Linked DNA regions of Drosophila melanogaster: region 2 is linked to region 1. The links are chromatin contacts, called in public Hi-C maps. All regions are on one chromosome and are shown on one strand. Each heading gives the region's core, a stretch centred on a gene start, on an enhancer-like site or on the middle of the called end of the contact. The rest is flanking DNA. Distances are from core to core; before and after follow the strand shown. Region 1 holds the start of CG7878. Region 2 holds the start of Sgt1 (suppressor-of-G2-allele-of-skp1).

What was found. Hi-C and Micro-C count contacts between places; a contact is called where the count stands out from the background.
Region 2: a Hi-C map of the Kc167 cell line shows a contact between it and region 1, with 3 times the contacts expected there. The contact joins the promoter of Sgt1 here to the promoter of CG7878 in region 1. A contact is called at or near these places in 9 of 107 Hi-C or Micro-C datasets (the Kc167 cell line, the OSC cell line, the S2 cell line and 1 more) and 1 of 6 datasets of contacts at active chromatin or transcription factors (the Kc167 cell line).

The regions. Positions count from the first base shown.
Region 1 is chr3R:8,120,985-8,124,551 of dm6, reverse strand. It overlaps CG7878, which reads right to left and starts at 1,827. Exons shown (of 4, transcript NM_141510.4): 1 at 1,049-1,827; 2 at 485-993; 3 at 1-422. The coding sequence starts at 1,699. It overlaps puc (puckered), which reads right to left. Exons shown (of 4, transcript NM_079549.3): 4 at 2,258-3,567. The coding sequence ends at 3,217.
Region 2 is chr3R:8,303,504-8,306,964 of dm6, reverse strand. Sgt1 (suppressor-of-G2-allele-of-skp1) reads left to right here and starts at 1,691. Exons shown (of 1, transcript NM_141526.4): 1 at 1,691-2,775. The coding sequence starts at 1,843. The coding sequence ends at 2,379. It overlaps nac (neuronally altered carbohydrate), which reads left to right and starts at 2,942. Exons shown (of 3, transcript NM_141525.2): 1 at 2,942-3,116; 2 at 3,177-3,461. The coding sequence starts at 3,040.

The DNA of each region.
Region 1 (3,567 bases), core at 578-3,077:
TGGACATGTTCTTAACGAAAGATGTAATGGTGTTGAATTTGTCCATGTCATCCTCCATCAATTTAATAATTTGTTTCACCGAGTGCGTGGCTGCCAGATCGAGCGATCCGACACACACCTGGATGGGATTCTTCATATAGCTCTGCGCTAAACGACGTACTCCTGGTGGCCAAGTGGCCGACGTCATTATGGTCTGACGGTCCGGACGTATGTCTAGCATCACCTTCCGGATCTGCGGCTCGAAACCCATGTCCAGCATGCGATCTGCCTCGTCAAGCACCAGATAAGTGATGGTGCTTACATCAATGACATTGGCCATTATCAAATCGTTCAGGCGTCCCGGAGTGCAGATAATGATCTCCGCACCGCGCTCCAAGTCGGATATCTGCATGTTGCGATTGCCACCGCCGTACACGCAAACCCTGCAAATTGTGTTATTTTGGTTAAAAAGGGAACTCACTTCATGTTCGATTAGGATAATTACGCTTTCATGCCACGAAAGGAGTACTTCTTGACCTCCATTTCGATTTGCAGAGCCAACTCCCGAGTGGGTGCCAGCACCAGAACGTTAGCTCCGCCCCTCGTGCCCCTGGGCGTGCTCTGGTACTCGGTGTGAATCATTCCGGGCAAAAGGAAGGCTAGTGTTTTGCCAGTGCCTGTTTGGGCGATACCGATCATGTCATGACCTTGGAGGAGAATGGGCCACGCCTGCGATTGGATGGGCGAGGGCTTGGAGAAGCCCATTTTGGTAATCTCCTCAAGCATATCTGGATATTCGGCAAAGCATTGCTCGAAGGTCCAAACTGGATTTGGAATAGGCGGTGACGTTTCCCCCTCCTTTGGCTCGAAAACATAAGAAACTGTTATCTTGTTGTTCTCCTCGCGAATGCGCTCAATCTCCGATTTTGTCAGATTGGCCACTTCAGGAGCCTCCTTGTAAAAGTTCTTTGTTAGCGGTGGACACTTGGACCACCGTGCCGCAGTAGCTGCTATCTGTAAGGATACATCGTTTAGAACGTATAATATCTAATTTTTCTTTTGTACTCACCGAAGCTTTATTCAGGGCTTCCCAATCAATGATGCCCGTAAGATCCCCATTGTCCTTATTGGACTCAGAAGAAGTGGGATTGAACTCGTAGCTATTCCCCTTGTATCTGTCGTATCCGCCTCCGTCATATCTTTCATTGGAACCGTGGTCCCTATTATCGCGATCCTGTCCCCTATCACCCGAATTAGTGACCTGCTTGCGAACGTGATTGATAGCATCGATGACGTTGCTCTGGATGCTACCAGTTATCTTGACTATTAAGTCGCACTTGTCCAATTTGACGCGGACATTGAAGTCGTTCTGGATCCGGGATATATTGGAGCCCCCTCTTCCAATAACTTTTCCGACCATCTCGGAAGCGATGCTCAAGGATTCGCTAAAGTCTCCTCCTCCTCCCCCGGCACTGTCGCGACTATCACGATGCCCTGCTCCGTAATTATCCCGATTGTCGCGACGTCCACCGCCATAATCATTGCGTTTAGCGCGATAGCCTCGTCCTTCTCCGCCGTAGTCATTTCGATCTCCTTTGTATGCACGTGAGTTACCATCTCGCCGGATACTCCTTTCGTACTTATTATTCGGCTTGGAGTACTCCTGATGCACCGCCGGCTTCTCGACATAGTTTGGATCGTCCCAATCGAGATCCGACATATTGGAACCCTTTATTTTGGTGAGATTCGTTGGAAAAAAAACAACAGCACACGTGAAAACGCTGATTTTGCAATTCGCTGACACCGCGTGCGTTTGTGTGTGTGCTATAAACTAACGCTTCTGTCTACGCTCTTAGAAGAGAGTTGTATCGCAACCAGGGAAGATTATCGATTAAATTTGAGCATGTGGTTAATCGTCCTGGAAATCATAAAAACAAACTTAAATTTAAACCTGTGCCTACCATATCTGCTTTTCATCAAGATCAGCTTATCATAAATGTAATTTAATTTTACTATATCCAATGCAGCCTTTAGCAGTAAATGTTAATGAATTATAAAATTCAAATGACAAATATATACAAAAAAAAAATTACTATATTCACAATTCGATATACCCAGTTACTTTGTTATCGATGTTTCCAAGTTTCACCGGCAGGGCTGGCTGCGCTCCAGGGCTACAAAGCAGTGCTTTTATGTTCCATATATTCAAAATATATAACAGTTTTCAACATTTTGGCGGTCCTGTTAAAAAAATGCAAAGGAAAACAGCAGTTGGTTTGGTTACTATTATAATTTCCTTTTACTTAGCATTCGCGTTACACTGCTCAGGTGTAGCTTAGCTTAATAGACTTACGATCTAATACGAAATGAATCATAATCCTCTCACACACTCGCTTCATATAAATAATTAAAACTAGAAAACACAAACTTTTTTCACTTTCAAGAAGTAACTAAACTATTAGAGTGGCTATAGCGGATTGATAAAACTTAGAACAGTTTTGATAAGATCTTTGCTGTGCATATGGCGGGGTTTATAATATTGTTGGGGGAATTGGGTTGGGTTCGATTTGTGTGGCAAGTCAGCAGAAATAGTTGCAGTGCATTTTGGATTTCATTGTTCTATGTGAAGTTTAATATAGTTTACGTGTGTATATATATGTAGGTAGGTAAGTTAAGAATCGCTTACAACTAAATTTAAACTAAATTAACATGTACGAGGTTTTCTTTCTCTTAAACAATTTCTCCAGTTGCTTGTTTTGGATTATTTTAGTGGTTTTCGCTTTGTGGTTGGTTGGTTCAGGGGCGAAAAGGAAATACATTACAAAAGCTCTTAAAAGGTATTGCAAGTACATAGTTTAAGCTGCAATTGGTATTTCTTTCCCTTGTGTTTTGTTTTAGGTACGTTTGTATGTACAGATATTGAACGTTTTTATTTACACGTTGCAGAGGTGGCTTCAGAAACCATTTAGCATCACCTTGTTTAATAGGAAGTATCAGCCCTCTCGCCGTTTCTGACTTAATAAAATCTAAATTTTTTCAGCCAGGTAAAAAATTCCTTAGTTTCAGTAAACAAGTAGTTATAAAATACATCAAAACTTGATCATTTTCTACTAGTCTTCGAAAAACGTACAGCTTTATCAATTTTAGTTTTGATCATAAAGAATGCGGCAATTGGGTGCACATTTTCTTTCTTTTCACTGCTGCTACTTGACGGCGGCTTTCCGCAGGCACCTTATCTCAGTCCCTCGTCAAATTGCTAGCCACATGGTTAATCCTGCTATCCGGTGCCTCCTCGCAGACGGGCGTCGATGGCACCGAAAGCCAGGGCATGGTGTTTGGGATGGGTGACGCAGGCGCATAGCTGGACTCCAGATCCAATCGCAGTTTGGCGGGCGAATTCCGCTTGAACAGAGCCAACTGCCGCGTGGGTGACAGCAGATTTGGCTTGCTGATTGCGCGGGGTGATACGGATGAGCTGGTGGACTGCAGCAGTGAGCAGATGCCACTGCTGCTGCTTGTGGAGCTGGGTGAATCTAGTTCTGAAACCGACGACGCTGCCGCCGAAGTGCTGGGCGCCTCGTCATCCGG
Region 2 (3,461 bases), core at 442-2,941, 180 kb before region 1:
GGGTGGGCTCTTACTTTCTGCACGCGGCGCAAGTGACAAACAAACAAGCAAGCTAACACGTCGTTTGTATCATCACTCGCATCGCAGCATCGCCATTTGTATGCCGTCCAAGTGCATTTCCCGCCAAGTGCAGCGCACTCCAATCCCCTCCACCCGCGCAGCCATCCAACCACTCGAAACCACGTCAATATTTGCTTTACTAAAAGTTTTCGATAAATTTCGGTTTCGAGATGCCAGCTTGCGTTCGTTGGCCGGGGGGAGGGGAGCGGATTGCGTTTGATGGAAAATATAATTTACAGTTAATTGTCGTAAGTGGAAGCAGTGAAAGAGTGTTTTTGGCCAAGTGATGAGTACTTTAAATAGCCATAGTTTTCATTTGCTTTCGTTGCCTATATTTACTGTACATATAAATCTTTATAATCTTTAGTTACTAAATTCCAATTTGACTTGGCTAGATATTTTCCAATTGGTTTTCTCATCAGAGCGAAACAGCATTTCTACTTTATTTTTACGTCGTTTTATGTACACCGTGTACACGTGTCAAATTTTAACAGCCAGCTTACCCCTCTCTATTCAGCACAGCTGTTAAGCGCGAATGCAGACTGTTAGTTTACATAGCTCGGTTTCTCGCATGCGATAAATATAACATTTCTATAATAATATGGAATAGAACGCTTCTGTTAAATTTTCCCCTTCGCATGCAAATGTTAATGAAATGTAATGAATGCAATAAAATGTTATTCTCGACATTTTCTCAAATCTGTACAGGAATTGCACATAAAACACGCGTGAAATGTAAATGTAACTGTATATTCCATATTTCATATTTTAGTTTTATTTATTATTTTATTTATAGATGCAAATATGCGAAGTTATAATGTTAGAGTAAAGTTATAAGTTAAGAGAAAAAATTATGTTGTGAATAAATTTGTTTGCCACACTTAAATGCAAAAGTGGCGTGTCTTCCGAATTTTAGCAGCTGTTCTTCAATTCTCACAAGATAATTGTCAATTGATCGGAAAGGCAAGCATACAAAAAAAGTCGAGTGCAAGTCATAAAACTTAGAGCAGTAAATAGTTTCTGGGCCACTTGCCCAGCCCCTCGCACACTTTTCAATTCTGCTGTCACTTTGGACAAACTTTGACTATGCGGATTTCTTTAGGGGGGTGGATCCAGACGACTGGAATTTATGTTTGCTGTCGTCGGGACTTATGCGCTTTCGACTGCTGTTTTTTCCCCAAAGCGAAGTACCGAAATTAAAGTGCCCGTAAATTGGCTAGAACTTTGTTTTCAGTTGGCTGCAGTTGAAGTGAGCAGTTGGTGTGAGCAGATTTCAAATAATTTCCCGTGGATTTGTATCCTTGCAAAAAAGAACTTGTAACCTTTTTTTTGTCTTTGACAACTTTCTAGTCTGTTGAAATTATTTCAATCGTGATGAAAAGTTCAAACAAAAAAATCAAATTTGTAAAAGGGAAATTGGCGCCTTAATTTAAGTTTTTGCAGTGCTGGAAATTACTTGCCGCACCAACAGTTCCATTAAGGTTAGAGTCGTTGCTACACCTTATTCCACGCTCACAGCCCTGATTTCTGAACCGGTTCGTCGATACTTATCGATATCGACGTTTGAATGTTGAAACTTAATAGGCGCTGCCACTTAAGCTACAAAAAATCGATTGTCGATAATCATTTTATATCTGGTAGCACTGCCTTTAGTCACATTCATTTGTATTGAATTCTAGATAATTCCAGATAATAATAAAATTAACCCCGTTTAGTGGGCGAAAGCAATTATAGGGGAATCCTCAACAATTCCCAATTTCCAGTACCAGCTGAAGCAGCAAGATGTCCGTGCGCCACGACTGGTACCAGTCGGAGACCAAGGTGGTCATCACCGTGCTCCTGAAGAACGCCGTCGATAAGAACTATGCTGTGGAGATTACCCAGAAGCGAGTCCACATGACGGCGGATGGCTACGAGTTGGACCTGAAGCTGCTTCATCCCATTGTTGTGGAGCGTTCCTCCTACAAGGCCTTTTCGACCAAAGTGGAAATCACACTGGCTAAGGAGACGGGAATTCGGTGGGAGAATCTGGAGGAGGCCATCGTGGCTGCACCGGTGAAACCCAAGGCCAAGAACTGGGACCAGCTGGTCAGCGAGGAGGAAAAGATCGACGAGAAGGAGGCCAAGGGCGAGGCGGCCCTCACCAACCTGTTCAAGAAAATCTACAGCTCATCCTCGCCCGAGGTCCAAAAGGCCATGAACAAGTCCTTCTCGGAGTCCGGAGGCACCGTGCTCAGCACCAACTGGAATGAGGTGGGCAAAGAAAGAGTCACCGTGAAGCCTCCAAATGGAACCGAGTTCCGCGAGTGGGAGAAGTAGGCGAAATGGCCATACTCCTTTATTTATAGAGTCAGCGAGAGAGATTAACAGAGAATAATTACTATAACGTGTACATTTTGGGGATTGTCGACTTGAATTAGCAAGTACAGAGGAGTATCATAAGGAAAACAGTGGCAATAAACGCATTAAAGGAACTTCAGAAACACAAAAATGTTTATATTTCCTAGAAAAGAACTAGGCTGTAAAATAAATTAATGAATCCACCACATAAACACTCTTTCGAGCACCTCACAACATAAATGTATTTTAATTAATATTTTGTTATATCATAGCACTTTATTTCTGTAACAAGTTTGGTTAAAACACTCGACAGAATAAGATTTGGATAATGTATGTATTTAATTTGTAACGAATAAATTTAAATCAACAGTTTTCAACAACTTTTTTCAATTAGAGCATTTTGAAAACGCACAATAAAGGTGAGCAAGAAACTGTCGTTGAACTCTTGTGCTGATTGTTTTTATTTCATTATTCATTTTATCTCACAACGAACAACTGCTGAATCCACCCCCGCACTCAACCGAAACGTTCTCAGCGAAAACAGCTGATCGGCAGACCGGGTAGCAGATACGTGTAAAAATAAACGCACAATTACTTTTGGCTCGCACAAATTGCTCTGCAATTCCTAAAAACTCCGAAATGTACAAGAATCTGGAGGAGCACAACCGGCTGGTTAACAAATACCTAAAGATATTCTTCGTCGTGTCGCTCTACTGGTGAGTAATGCGTGCGAACCCTCCATCTGTGCGCCGCCTGCAGTTCCATTTCTTCCACAGGTGCACCTCGATATTGACGGTATTCGTAAATAAGCACCTGCTGAGCAGCGATACAGTAAACCTGGGAGCTCCGCTCTTTATGTCCTGGTTCCAATGCGTGGTTTCCACAGTGATATGTTTTGTGGCAAGTCGGCTGAGCAGGAAGTACCCCTCGGTATTTACGTTTCCCGAGGGAAATCCACTGGACATCGACACCTTCCGCAAGATCCTGCCTCTATCTGTGCTCTATACCCTGATGATTGGGGCCAACAACCTGTCGCTGTCCTACGTCACAGTGGCCTTCTA